Regions from separate parts of the Mus musculus genome. Here regions 2 and 3 are each linked to region 1. Evidence: chromatin contacts called from public HiChIP or PLAC-seq and promoter capture Hi-C data. All regions are on one chromosome and are shown on one strand. The core of a region is the stretch at or near the end of the contact, and the rest is flanking DNA. Distances in the headings are between cores, read along the strand shown. Region 1 holds the start of Kiz (kizuna centrosomal protein). Region 2 holds the start of Napb (N-ethylmaleimide sensitive fusion protein attachment protein beta). Region 3 holds the start of Nxt1 (NTF2-related export protein 1).

Region 1 (4,626 bases), core at 635-3,134:
AACTACAACAGACAATGAGATAAAGGCACTAAAACTAAAGTTCTTGCTTTTAAATTAGCTGATGCATATATATATGTGTACACATATATATATGCAGAGATCTAATACCACCACCTTGGGTAACTGGAAAAAAGATCATTATTCAGTGACAATGAGGTGATGGCATTCCACATAAGGCATTTGTAACACCTAGACGCTGGCTAATTGACTTTTGGATTTAACCCATAAATTCAAACATTTTACAAAAACACCTCCTCCACCATTGTACTACACAGTGAGCAAAAGGTGTTGCTTCTCACCTAAAATTCTCAATGTAGGCACACTTGAGCTCGCATGTGCACACGTGCTTGTGCATGCACACACACACATTCTCTCTCTCTCTATTGTATTCTCTCTGAGATCTCACTAAGCACACTGAAGGTGCAAACATTAGAAAGTATTGAGAAAAGAAAAGCTCTGTAGGAAAAATAAAGGTGTGTGTGTGTGTGTGTGTGTGTGTGTGTGTGTGTGTGTGTGTGTTGGAGATAGGTTCTCACTATGCTGCCCTGGCTGGCTTGTATCCCAGGCTGGCCTTGAACCTGTGGTCCTCCTATTTCTGTCTCTTCAGCATAGACCACCACCAACATACGCCTAAATGGTTAATTTTTTTTTTCTTAAGTGGGAGATTAAGAGATCCCTAGAGTAGGTGAGCAGGACTGTGTCAGAAGGAAAAAAAAAAAAAAAAAACGGATGTAGAAAGAAGATAAAACACGGAAAGAAGAGTTAGGGCCCGTGGGAGTTACTTAACAAGTAATTGGCAAAAATTAAGTCTAGTGTAAGATGCAATTCCTTTGAAAAATCACTTACTTTACCTCACCTGCAATTACTGTTATGATCTTAGAATTGTTACAGCCCTCCTGTTCCTTCTGAATGATTCTGTAACTTTAACACCCACTAAATGTTTTGTTTATCAAAAGATCCAAAAATCTATTTCCTTTCTTGTCAACTAATGAGATTTCTAAGTCCAATTAATTTGGCAGCTAAATAAGTGTTCCAACAACTTATCTTTCCATGTGGTTATTTATAGTCAATTGCTTTGTACTTTTTTCTATTTATGCATTCTTAGATCTAGCTTTTTCCAATGGTTCTCATCTTTCATGTCTTAATCAAAGGCAATCCCAACCCTCGAAGCTGAACCCGTTGAAAATTTCATCCTTTTACTAGAAATTTAGTCAGCCCCAGACACTTCTAAAAGACTACAGCGCGCGCGCAAACACACACACACACACACACACACACACACACACACACACACACACACACACACACACACCATTCCAGCCTGCGTTCCTGGACCTGTCATCTTTGATGCAGTGCGGCTGTCAAAGTAGGATGACAACTTGAAGAGAGAGTGAGGAGGGGGCATGTAGGACTAGAGAGGACTAAAGAAATTCACAAGGTTTGATCAAGACTGGCAGGCAAAAAAACTCCCACTCTCACTTCCGGCCGCATCCGCAGGCTGAGGGACCTGGCTTTGGTTGTCATGAGAGATTACAGTCTCTCTGCGCTTTCAAACAAGGGGCATCCGTGGTAAAGTTGTGCTCCTAACCCCTTCTGGGGCTAGTTGGGGGTCGCAGGCGAGTTCCAACACTAGTGAACCACTGGCGGGAAGTGGGCCGGACACCGTACCCCGATGCTCTCAGTGGCGCCGCTGACTCCCTGCCCCGTCCCGCGGCCGTACCTGTCCCGCAGAGCCTGCTGGAGCTGGCCCACCCTTTCGTAGTAGCTGGGGCTCGCCAAGGGCGCAGAGGTGGCGGAGGCCTGGCGCAGGCCACCACCACCGCCACCGCGCCCTCGCGGCATTGCCACAGGGCAGCTGGCGGGCCAGCGTTGCCCAAGGAGACCGCCCCAACATGCACCGCGGGTAAACAAGGCGCCTAGCGGCCTGAAGAGGGCGGGGCGAAGGGCGGGGCGCCGAGGAGGCGGGGTTAGCCGCGGTGTGGGTCCGGGAGGGGCGAAGACAGAGAGACTGGCAAGGGTGGAGCAGCCCTGGTGGTACAGGGAGAAGACAAGGGAGCTGTGTCACGTTCTCTCTGCTACCGCTGTGTTTCTCTTCCCCTACAGAATCCGTCCTACACGCATTCATTTTATCAGATGCAGTTTCTTATTTACCTTCCTAGAATTTGCAGTGAGAGACCCTGTGACAAGATTGTTTTGATACCAGCACTTAGAAAGCAAAACAAAAAGCTAGAAGAAAACAAAATTTAAGAACCGCAAATATGCCCTTGATCTCAGCACTACGGGCAGAGGCAGTAGGAATTCTGAGTTCGAGGCCAGTCTAATTTACAGAGTGAGTTCCAGGACAACAAAGACAACACAGAGAAACCTAGTCTCAAAACACCAAACCCCACCCCCAAACAAAATAAAACAAACAAACAAAGAAACCAAATATGCCATCCCACGCTGGAATGTTTTTCAATGCTCAGGTTGCCATCAGCCCTTTCAGGGGAGAAAGATTTGGTTTCTAACTAGGTCCTTGTGAATCAAACCGTTTACTTCTGCAGTCAATTCTCCAACAAGGCCCCCAGCCAGACTACATTGGCATAAACCCTATGTCCCACAACTCAGCTGTGACCATACAAAAAGCCTAGGTGCCCCAGAGTGAATTGGGCAGACTATTACAGCAAGACTAACTTAACCTTAGATCAGTTCAGAGGAACTACTGGTTATAAAGGCCCAGAACAGAATCAGTCTTTATTCTTGCCTCCATCAACATGGCAAAAGGCTTCCTGAAGAAAGACAACTGGATTCTAAAACCCACTTGGAATAGGAAATTAAAAAAAAAAAAATGTACACACGTACTTGTAGTCAATGTGGTTCCTTATCCTAGACTTTTAATTTTATGTCTCTTTTCTCAAGTCGGTAGTTTTATTTTCATGCAAAGCATCCCTGACACCAACATTTCTTTAATAGTGTGTCAGGACTCCATGGGGATTGCACCATATCTGAATGGGTTAGGGATAGGGAGCTGTGTGTCAAAAAGTTCAGCAACAGTAAACCGTTCCTGAATGTGTAATGACCAAAACTCAATTGAAAAATCAAGGCATAATAAATCTAAGCTGCTTCTGACGGCATGTGTCCGTGTCTTGTCCCACTATAACATGCTCACTATACACTGCACATGTCCATTGCGCTCTGACTTATAGTACCATACTGGCATTAGGGGAAGCAACGAAATGGTCAAGTCAGCAACCCTAAATTATGATTTTGCCTATCCTTCCTTCCTCATACTGTCTGCCTAAATGCTGAAAGGTAGAATATATCCATGTAATCTCAGGACTCAAGGGGACAGGCAGGAGGATCTCTAATTCCAGGCGGGCCTGACCGACCTTGGCTTAAAAACAAAAACATGTGGACCAGACGATGGCCCAGCAAATGAAACATGCTTTCTTTGCAGGTATGGCAATCTGAGTTTGATTTGATTCCCAAGAGTTGTTCTCTAACCTCTACTTGTACACTCTAACACACATGCATACACACACACACACACACACAAACATGCACACGTGTGCGCTTCATTGAATTAAAATGTCATAAATCAGCATAATGGGCTATAAGCAAAATAGGGTCTCTGCTCCTGCCTTGACCAATATACCTTTTTAAGAACATGGAAATACAGTCCATGTTCCTAAATATGTGGAATTTAGTTCTCTGATTCTTTCCTAATCCACCCCCTAATTTTCCACCCTAATTAAATTAATAATTCCCTAATTTCAGGGTTGCATGATGAGACACACCTCACTCACAGTAGGGATCCATGTGCCCGGCCTTCTCCCCATTCGACCAATCCCATCTGTATCCATATGTTTGTCTCAGCCTCCTTTTGGCCTAAAGCTAAATACTAGTGATGGTTCCTTATAAGAACGGCCCAGGAAAGAGATCTTTGAAGACTCTGGAGAGCAGTCTGGGACCCTCTGAGTTGGAAATGCCTGGATTCTGGGTACCTGGGACTGTGTTCTAGGAGTTGTGTGTGAACTGCCATGGGCATCCACTCGACCTCACATTAAGTGGTCAGGAAGGGACAAGAGCAGGCCTGTAATATGCAGATCTAGTGCAGGACCCTCTTGCCCAGTTGTAAGGTTAGCACTGATATGGCTTTTAGTTACTCTGTCAACTCATTCTATCACACTGATGTAGTGCTAGTGTACTGAGGTTAATTTACAGCCTGTAGTGTGATGCCTAATCATCATCTGCTTCATTGGATTTGGAATCACCTAGGAGACTCATGCCTTGGTTGAGGGTATTTCCAGAGAGATTTAAAGGAAGACAAAGATCCATCCTGAATGTAGCCTGCAGCATCCCAGGGGCTGTAAGGTCCAGGTGGAATAGAGACCGAGTCAACAAGAGAGCGTCAGAATTCCCTGTTCCTTGTTTCCTGTGTCTACCCAGATGTGAGGAGTTTCAGCTACACACGTTTGCTATAGTGAACTCTGACATCCCTTTCCTACCATGGCAGACTGTTCCCTCTTAACCCACAAACCAGAACGAATCCACCTTAAGGTGCTTCTGTTAGCATTTGATCACAGCAGTGAGAAAAGCAACCTATACATATCTAACTAAAGTTTTACTACAGTACTTTGGTAAGTC
Region 2 (4,626 bases), core at 975-3,474, 1.9 Mb before region 1:
TGGGGATTTCAGATGAGTTCAGTCATGCCTCTATGTTGGAGACCATACCGTGAGAAAAAGCCTTTCACAGTCTCCCACCCTGACAAGCCAAATGACCTTGTGCTAGGAGCTGCTCATCACTTCCTTCTCCCTGTTCCCTTTCTGGCACCTGAGGCTGTAAAAGCTGAATTCTTCCTTATCTCTTCCTGATTCCCATGACATCCAAGGACACGAGTTACTTGCTGAGCCCGGACTGACACCCAAGGCTGTTAAGGAGGATTCGAATTCCGGAGATAAGACGAAGAATGCCTGCCACCTGGAGCCTGACTTCGGCCTTCATGTCCCCAGATGCCCACTTCTTTGTTCTTTGTTAATTCCCCCTCAATCCCTCCCTATTCCCCTCGATGTATGCTTTAAGAACCACTGTTTCTGCCTAATAAACTGAGACCTTGATAGGAATCCCTTCTTGGTCTCGGCTTCTCCTTTCTCTCCCTCCCATTTCCGCCCAGGTTTGCAGTCCCCCTCGAACCCACGAATAACTGAGTCCTGCTGGGTGGGATAACCTCTATGGACTGTTTGATATGGAGAGTGGGCCTTTAACCTTCTAATCTACTCTTCTTTGTATTCACTCAGCTTGAATGTATCCGGAATGTCCATTGAATAGGATGTGCCCAGAGCCACTGTAAGGTAGGTGCCACAGTCTGAATGAATGAGCATCCATTAAAGGCAGATGAGTGAAATGTCTGGTTTTTGAGGTGTGCTTTGGGAGAATGTATTCTGGTTCCTTTTCATCCAAAGCTTTAGAATTTAGAATGATTAACTCCAGAATAGGGTAGAGTGGAGATCTGGACACCAAAGACTAGTGGCAGAGGGATCAATATTTCTTGACTATCCTGCAGAGTTGTTCCATTCAGCCAGGGTTGGGAATTGCTCTGATCAACACACTGCTGCTGCCCATGATGCTTAGGAGTTGACTCAATCCACCAAATTCCCCAACTGACTCCTTTTCAAATGCCAATGTTGGTTCACTTTTTGCAATTTTTCTCTCTTCAATCCAACATCCACTGCCACCTCCAATTTCCTACCTCCGTCTACCCTCCTGCTCCAAACTTGCAAATCAGTTCTCCAAAGTGAAAAAAAAAACAACAACAAAAAAACAAGCTCATAGTAGTTGTAAAAAAAACTATGCACCAAGAGCCGATATTCCCCTCTATCTTGAGAGCATCCTGCTATGGTTGGATCATGCCACACTGTGACATCAGTTTTGGTAGCTTGTTTCCAGGAGTTTAAACGCTCTTGCTATGTTCTCTGAAAACAGGCTTCATTTTCTTAGACAAATTCTGCTTGCCAGTTCCTACAGCGTATTCATGAAGAGTTTTAAATCATCAGAAACTCTCATTTGGCAGTAATTCTATTTGCTGCACCACCTAAGAAGTAGCACTGCCAAGCATAAATGGTCTAGACATTGTATTAAAAAACACCTCCCTCTGGGACAGGCCTAGAAGTCACTGGCACAGGATTGCATCTATCTATGGATATTTAGTAGATTAGAAGTCTTCCTGGCAGACAGGAATTTTGTCAAGATCCACCCACTATAGCCAGCATTATGTAAAGCATAAGAGAGTTCACTGGCTTATAGCCATTTAATAGAATTCAGTCAATAACAAGAGTAGATTGTGCCTACAGGAAAGATATGCAATCCATTTTTAAACAAGAGGACCAAATGGAAAGTTGTAGTTTGGGGACGCTTAAAATCAACTCTGAATTTATATTGGGGATGATGATGCATTTTTAATGTCTTGCTGTCAGAAATTAAAAATAGCTCTTTAGGCCAGCTGTTGCTGCTTTTCTGGCAGAGTTGGGAGGTGGGGCACCACATGGTTGACTAAATTGAGCTGAACTGCTGCATTAGATTAAATTTTGCAGTATTGCTTGTAGAGTGTCTCTCTGTCTCCCTCTCTCTGTCTGTCTCTGTCTCTATCTCTGTCTCTCTCTCTCTTTCTTTCTCTCTCTCAACCTTGAAGTCTACCTCCAAGGGTCCAAGGCCCAAGACCCCTCCAGAAGGCCACGCCCCTTCCCCCTCCTCCAGGGAGTCCGGGAGAACGCCCGGCCCTGCCCAGCAGCCTGCTGGGAACTGTAGTTGTGGTCTCTGACAAACTGGCATTAAGGTGGAATGTAGGACTACAGATCCCGAAAGGCCACGCGTGCCGCGCCTGCGTGTCCGCACCTGCTGGAGGGAGGGCTAAGTCGTCCCGGGAGCCTAGCTAGTCAGCAGAGGAGGCTTTGGCTGCAGCGGGTGACATGGACAACGCAGGGAAGGAGCGAGAAGCGGTCCAGCTTATGGCGGAGGCCGAGAAGCGAGTGAAGGCTTCCCACTCTTTCCTCCGAGGGTTGTTCGGGTGAGCGCCAGAGGTCTTGCCCTTAGGGGTCTTGGTGCCCGATCCCCTGCCCAGCCGGCTGCCACCGCAGAGTACCCCGCGCAACTGCTTAGGGTTACGGGATTCCCAGTGGCCCACGCTCTGTTTTGGGTCCCGTAGCATCCAGGGCCTCATCGCATCCCTTGGGCCGTGTCTGGGGTGTCTCTCCAGTCAGCACACACTGCAAGCCCCAGAACCTTTTGGGGATCCTCAGGCCTTGGACACCCCTCACCCACACCCGGAGAACCTCTAGCTCACAATCCCCAGGCACCCTTAAACAACCCAGAACACCTACGCGTCCTCGGAGATCTCTGTGGTCCCCCAAGTCCCATGCGTCGCCAACGGTCCGGTGCTAGCTCCAGGGTCCGCGCCAAGCTGCCTCTTCAAGGATGCCACCCCTCCTGGTGGACCAGATTTATTCATTTCCCCTGGTTGGGCCCGTAAATCCCCCGGGGGAGCCAGGACTGTGAGGTTCTGGAATTCAACCTGGAGTTTGGCAGCAGCTGGTGGCTCGTGGGGAGCGCGAAGTCTGCGCCCCTGTATCCCGGGCACTTGCCCGCTGGCCTTGGCTCAAGGGCCTTGAAATCATATCCTCCTTGGTGTGTTTTTCATTTGCCAGAGTGACTTGTATCCGTAGTTCAGGCTTCCCGTTTGATGAACTGTATGTAACATTGCTCCTTTTTAAAGTCAGAGTATCCTTTGGGAATCCCGTGATTTTGTTAATTCTTACATATCTTGGTAGGGAAGGGTTTGGTTTACATTCTGAGCTTTCAAAAAGCAAAACCTGCCCTGAGAGCTTGTGGAAGAATTCTGGGCTGTTGATTATGCGAATGATTCAGCTGTTTATGACAGCGGTAGAAATTACGTGTGCCTCTTCTTTTTTTTCTCCCATTTGAAAGTGAAAGATCTGTACCAAGAACAGATTTTAATTATCGAGAGGGACTAGAGGTACATACTAAACTGCTGCATTGTGAGACGCAGTTTCTGTAAAAATTCAGTATAGACACTTAAGTGCTGAAAATGTACCCAGTGAACTTTGACTTTTATTTTTACTTCATTCATCTGACTACTAATTACATTAATTATTATATAATAGTTTAATTGAGCCCCATTATGTTTGCATCTCCAGGAAATGCTTAGAGTCACATTGATACAGTTTATGGTACCATGGTCTGCCAAGATAGAGAAGGAGACCATGCTTGGAGACCCCTAAGGGCATTTGTCTCTGCTAGTTCTTAAATTTCTCATGTAATATGAAGCTTGGAAGTGTAGGTGTAAGTTATAGATACTGCTTCCTCTTTCAAAGGGACAAGGAGCATTGCAAGTGCCAAAGACTAATTCTTGTCTGAGTCACAAAACACACACTGGATTGCATTCAGTCTGTGTGAAATTTAATGGCAGAGTAGCTCACCTTGGGAGATGATGTTAATACACATTCCACATCGGGATGTGCTTCCTTGAGCCAGTTATGGACATTTAATTTTGGTCAAGAGGAGCACTGTTTTGAGGAAACTATGTCAAATCTTGAGACACTCATCGGAAAGGATTTTGAGGAATCTTTATTTCTGAAGAAACATCTTTTGGGCCGTTGCTGCCCTGTCAGTGGCAGGCCAGGTAGGAAGACTTTCATTTCCCATCCACGCTCAGTTTGTGTGGAGTCACTTAGAAACAGCAGTCCAGGTTGTTACCGTGGGGTTTGGAAAAGGTTAGCTTTGCTTCTTTGGGCCTCAGTTTCTTCTGCTATAATCCAGTGTGTCTTGTGATTAATAATCAATGAGTTTATAAAATACTTAGACCTGTGGAGGTTGGAAATGGCTGTGGCATGATTATCCACATACTTATCAGAGCTGGCAGTCCCTCTTATCAAAGAAGCAGAAGGGCAGATGGATTGAGTTTTATGGGATTTCAGAGCCAAAAGTGTGGTCACTAGCTTAAATGAATAAATACCTTAAGAGTCTTAGCCAGGTTAAGTGTCCTTTGCACTCAGGACTGGGAGGTTTCTAGTCATATTTGGTTCTGAAAGCTTAGGAGAAGAATATGTAGAACTTCATATGATCCATTATAAGTATATAAGTATTTGAAACCCCAAACTAGACCTATTTCTCTTTTAGTTACAATGGTCCTGTGGGTGTGCTATTGCAAGCATCTGTCATCACCTTACACGTTGCCCTGCCCCACCCCTCTTTGGTTCTATCCCTCATTTACGGTAGTGTTATCCATCCCCATGTGA
Region 3 (4,626 bases), core at 1,179-3,678, 1.8 Mb before region 1:
AGAAAGCACCTTTACCCATTGACCCATCTAGCTCCCAACCCTATTTTTCTATAGGTAACAGAACATTTACATACTACAGGCAGATGACTTCAGGCTCAGACTCAAGCCTATTTATTTTAAAGGCAGGGTCATGATATATAGATCTGGAATCAAAGGCAGTCAGCTCAATGGCTACCTATTTCATCTTTCCAATCCTTAGTTTCCTCGAGAGAGAGAAAAAAGAAAAAAAAGGAACAGAAAATTAAACTAGACAGTGCACCACCACATCCAGCACTGAGTTAGGGACTTTAAGTCAGGAGTGGTGGAGCACACTGGAGAATCTGAGACAGGAATTGTAGACCAGTCTGGGCTAAATAGTAAGCTTGGTCAAAAAAAAAAGTCCAATATGTTCACCTTACAATGGGTTTTAAAATCCATTTATAATTATTAAAGTACATTTGATACCTGAAGTCTGCTTTCCTAAAAGCGTGGATAGGTGTGACTGCCCCTAGGCAACCAGGGTGTGGCTCATCTTAGTAAAACCTGTGTCTCCCGCTGTAGAAGTGAGTGGTTACTGACCCAACAAAGGAGAGCAGGTGCCTGTATGGGAAAAGACTACCATGAAATAATCCAACAAGGACCCAGAAGATGCAGGGAATGGCATATTTCTCAGGAGAGTGGAGGACAGTGGTTACAATGCCCATAACAAGTAAACCCAAGACTAACTAGAATTTATGTCTTCAGCATTAATGGCCACCATTTAAGACCAGCAGGGCCATGACACCATAGCAGAAAGGCTCTAGCATTCAAACAGTCTCAGGGAGATTCCGGAAGATCACAGTTCCTTAAAACATTAAAGTTCCATCACATAAGCAGCATGGCTTTTCTTTTTACAACAGGAATGGCTGCTAATTTTTTCTATGGTTAACTATTTCCACTTAAAAGAACCTAGTACTGATCAATATTACTGAAAATAGGACACAAGTAATTTATATTATTTGCCAATTTCCAGAAACAGGGTCTCTACAGAGTAAGCTTAAAACTTTAAGCTGTGAACACATGCTTTTTCATTTCAAGAGCCTTTATTATTTTATTGAGACACGTTCTCTCTATGTATTTCTGCCACTTCTATGTAGACCACACTGGCTTTGAACTCATGACATCCGCCTCTGCCTTTTGTGCTGGGAATAAAGGTGTGCACGACCATGCCTGGGCCAACATTTTTTTTTTTTTGGTTTTTCGAGACAGGGTTTCTCTGTGTAGCCCTGGCTGTCCCGGAACTCACTTTGTAGACCAGGCTGGCCTCGAACTCAGAAATCCGCCTGCCTCTGCCTCCCAAGTGCTGGGATTCAAGGCGTGCGCCACCATGCCCGGTTTCATTTTTTTAAGCTTATCAGTTTATGAACGATGGATTCCACACAGAGCAAGGAGGAAGCTGGCCCTATAGATGAATTCGGAGCCAGCTTGATACTGCTCTTGCCACTCTCTCACCAAGGTCCTCCGACTCAACAATCAATCTGAAGTGCTGTTTGCTTAGTAGTTTAGGTACATTCCCTCAATCATCATTGCACAAGTCACTGTAACAACTTTACAAAAAGAGTTACAAACTTACTTGCTTCATTCTACGGAAGCAAGGGAGTCAGAGCTATGCTTACTAAGTTCCAGGATTTTTTTGAAAGCAGTTCTATATGAAAACAGCTCTAGGGATGCTGGCTTAACAATGTTCTCCAAGGTAACCATATTTCTCTGTCCAACCACCTCATCCCCACTTCTTTAGGCCACAATGCTTCGCCCTAACATTGGTCACGCCCCCAAAGATGATCACCCCTATTTCTGGTCCTCAGCTACCCACAGAACCCGGTCATCTTTCTCTCTTAAGGAGAGAGCAGTACGACCGAAACATAGTAGAGTGAGAGTCAGAAAGATGCTCCACTCCCATGGTTCATACTGTAGTTTCCTGGAGTTGGACCTCAGAAACGGCAGCCGTGCCCCGGGCCTCATTTCCAGCTGGGAGTCGCTTCTTACATCCCCCGGCCCCAAACTGCTGCTCTCCTCCGGGTATGGCAAACTCACCGCCACGGTTCTGCACATAAAAAAGCCTGATGCCAGGTTGCAGAGACACCACGTGGAGGAAAGGACAACATCCATGTCTTATTGAGCCTAAGAAAAGGGAAGAGGTCCCTGGTGCCGCGGCGTTGCCAGACGGCCAGGCAGGAGCGCTCACTTACCTGCTCGATCTCGGTCAGCGCCGCCAAGGCGACTCGGTCCCGGGTTCCGCCCCGGTCGCGGTCCCGGGCCAGAAGAGTTTCTCTCCTGTTCTCCTCTTCCTCCCAGAGGCTCCGCCTGAGAAGCCGACGTCCAGGAGGCGAGGAACGGTTAAGCGCCGGTAGTGGCTTCCCGCGCGCCGCAAGCTGCAATGTGCGCAGGCGCTAGCATCCCGGTTCCCGTCGACTCCCGCCTCCCCGCGACGGGCAGCTACGCGAGCCAGTAGAAAACTTGGCTCCGCCCAGGTGTGGCGGCAAAGACAGTGTAGGTTCCGGGTTAGGCACTATCCTAGAAGATCCGGTTGAGGGAGCTCTGATTGGATGTTGTGGAGAGGGTGGAGTCAACGCGCTTAGCTGTGGAAGGCTTGGTTAATAAGAGATATCTGTCTTTGCTAGATCTGGCTCCCTTCTTCTGTGTGTGTTGGGATGATATCTTGTGGAGACTCGTGAAGCTTCAACGTGGAGCTTCACTGGTTGATGCTAACTAGGGAGACAACAGCATGGCTTCAATAAGGCTCTGGACTGAACCCAGCACATAGACACCCGTAGTGTAGGAACCCGGTGGAAGGCTAAATCTGAGAGTCTGTGGAAGTCCTTGTGGTCAAATATGGTCAAATATCTTAGCTGAGCGCACCCTTCCTAAGGTGAAGCTACTTAGAGTTGACAAGCAGATGAACTTATAAGAGAACAAATTTTAGTCTAGTGAGAACTGAGGTCGAAGAGGCGGGCAAGGGGACAATGGTAGTTGACTTTCTATGCAGTGCAAATTGAGTTTCCTGCTGGCTCCAGCTGCGGCGCAGTACCACCTCATTTAAGACACTGAATTTGTTTTAATCTGGAGCTGTCTAGATACCTAGCATAGAAATGGAGCCATTTCGCGTGGGAAATTGGGAAACTGCTTCGTGTATCAAAACCCAAAGAGCTAACTTTGCTGAGACCTGATTCTTTGCTTCATCTGCCCGGCTAGGAGAGCTGTTTGTAAGTGGCTTTGTTCAATTAAGTACTTTAATCTGTATTTTGTTACCAACCTCTCGGCTCCTTTTGCTCATGTTACTAAGGGAACATTTGTTTTTAGATTTAAGAAACGAGAATGGCTGTTCAATATAGGTCACTTCCCACTGGAGTTAAGTGAGTGAAAAGTTTTCATTATTGAAAGAATTAAGTTGGAGTCTGAGTTTCAAGGATGAATAAGTGCCTTTGGAGCAGTAGTTACACAAAAATATGTAGTAAACCTGGGGATAAAGTAGTGGTAGGTCCCAGGACTTTTCCTGAGGGAGAACTTGACCTTTATTCTTTCAGTAGCCCTTGAATTTGGGAGATTAGAGATGCCTCTGATTCTAAAGGACTGGCCACTGACACAGTTGAGCGTATTCGTCAAGGTTCTCTAGAGGATAGAATCTCTCTCTCTCTCTCTCTCTCTCTCTCTCTCTCTCTCTCCCTCTCCCCTTCCTCTCCTCCACCCCTCCCCCCTCTCCCTCTTTCTCTCCCCTTCCCCTCCCCTCTCTCTCTCTTTCTCTCCCCTCCCCCTCCCCCTCCTCCACCATTCCACCACCCCCATATTAGTCAGGGTTCTCCTTGCCTCAATCTCCTGGCATTAAAGGTGTGTACTACCTTGTTTAGCCTAAACTTTTCATGGCCACTATGCCCCAAAATCTCCATGCCAAGATGCAGGTTAGAAACTTGTGTCTTCCAGCCTCAAGATCTGGATCACAGGTGTGTCCTCCAATTCTGGATTGTAGTTCATTCCAGATATAGCCAAACTGACAACCAGGAATAACCACTACAATCCATCCCTTGTCAACTTGACATAAATAATATCTCATGTCCAGACCGTCAGTGAGTGTTAGGACTGTCACCTTCAGTGTATGTGTGAGTGTCTGTGTAATGGTGGTTGAACACAAGGCCTGCTCAGCATGCTAAGCAAAATCTTTGCCCACTCTTCAATTTTGGACTTGGCAGTTTCTAGAGTCAGTGTTGAAAGCTGGGCATACACATAGTTACTTGCAGCTTCAGCACTGTGTCTTTTGGGTATCATCAGTGTGATTGTGATGTGAGTTTGCCTACCTGGTAACCAGCTGCCTCCTCTGTAAAGCACGAACACTAATAATATTCTTGGGAAGAGCTTCACATGGGTCTCTGTCCAAATTAGCATCCAGAAATAGAACTGAATTATGTTTTATACTTTATGTACACAGTAACTTCATTTGCCAACAGTCCTAAGGAAATGATTGGCTTTTACATTTGGAACAACCATATGACAGATCGGTGGGATTTGTTACCCAATCACATGAGCAGTTTTGGTAAATGATCCTGGCCTAAGCAGCTGTGGAGCGGTGTTCCCATTTGCTACATGGAGCCAGACCAGGAGGAAGAAGGACACCAT

What was found. Promoter capture Hi-C pulls out the DNA fragments that hold promoters and counts their contacts. HiChIP or PLAC-seq counts read pairs in DNA pulled down with a chosen protein or histone mark.
Region 2: an HNF4G HiChIP or PLAC-seq map of pancreatic cancer cells shows a contact between it and region 1. The contact joins the promoter of Napb here to the promoter of Kiz in region 1. A contact is called at or near these places in 1 of 39 promoter capture datasets (liver) and 1 of 115 datasets of contacts at active chromatin or transcription factors (pancreatic cancer cells).
Region 3: a promoter capture Hi-C map of embryonic stem cells shows a contact between it and region 1, with 3 times the contacts expected there. The contact joins the promoter of Nxt1 here to the promoter of Kiz in region 1. A contact is called at or near these places in 7 of 39 promoter capture datasets (the 3T3-L1 cell line, embryonic stem cells, hippocampal neurons and 3 more), 5 of 484 Hi-C or Micro-C datasets (CD4 T cells, CD8 T cells, the G1E-ER4 cell line and 1 more), 1 of 115 datasets of contacts at active chromatin or transcription factors (large pre-B cells) and 2 of 9 other capture datasets (adipose tissue and liver).

Annotation. Positions count from the first base shown.
Region 1 is chr2:146,853,138-146,857,763 of GRCm38.p6, reverse strand. It overlaps Kiz (kizuna centrosomal protein), which reads right to left and starts at 1,884. Exons shown (of 14, transcript NM_001033298.4): 1 at 1,721-1,884. The coding sequence starts at 1,842.
Region 2 is chr2:148,730,018-148,734,643 of GRCm38.p6, reverse strand. It overlaps Napb (N-ethylmaleimide sensitive fusion protein attachment protein beta), which reads left to right and starts at 2,224. Exons shown (of 11, transcript NM_019632.3): 1 at 2,224-2,378. The coding sequence starts at 2,281.
Region 3 is chr2:148,670,417-148,675,042 of GRCm38.p6, reverse strand. Nxt1 (NTF2-related export protein 1) reads right to left here and starts at 2,428. Exons shown (of 2, transcript NM_019761.6): 1 at 2,208-2,428.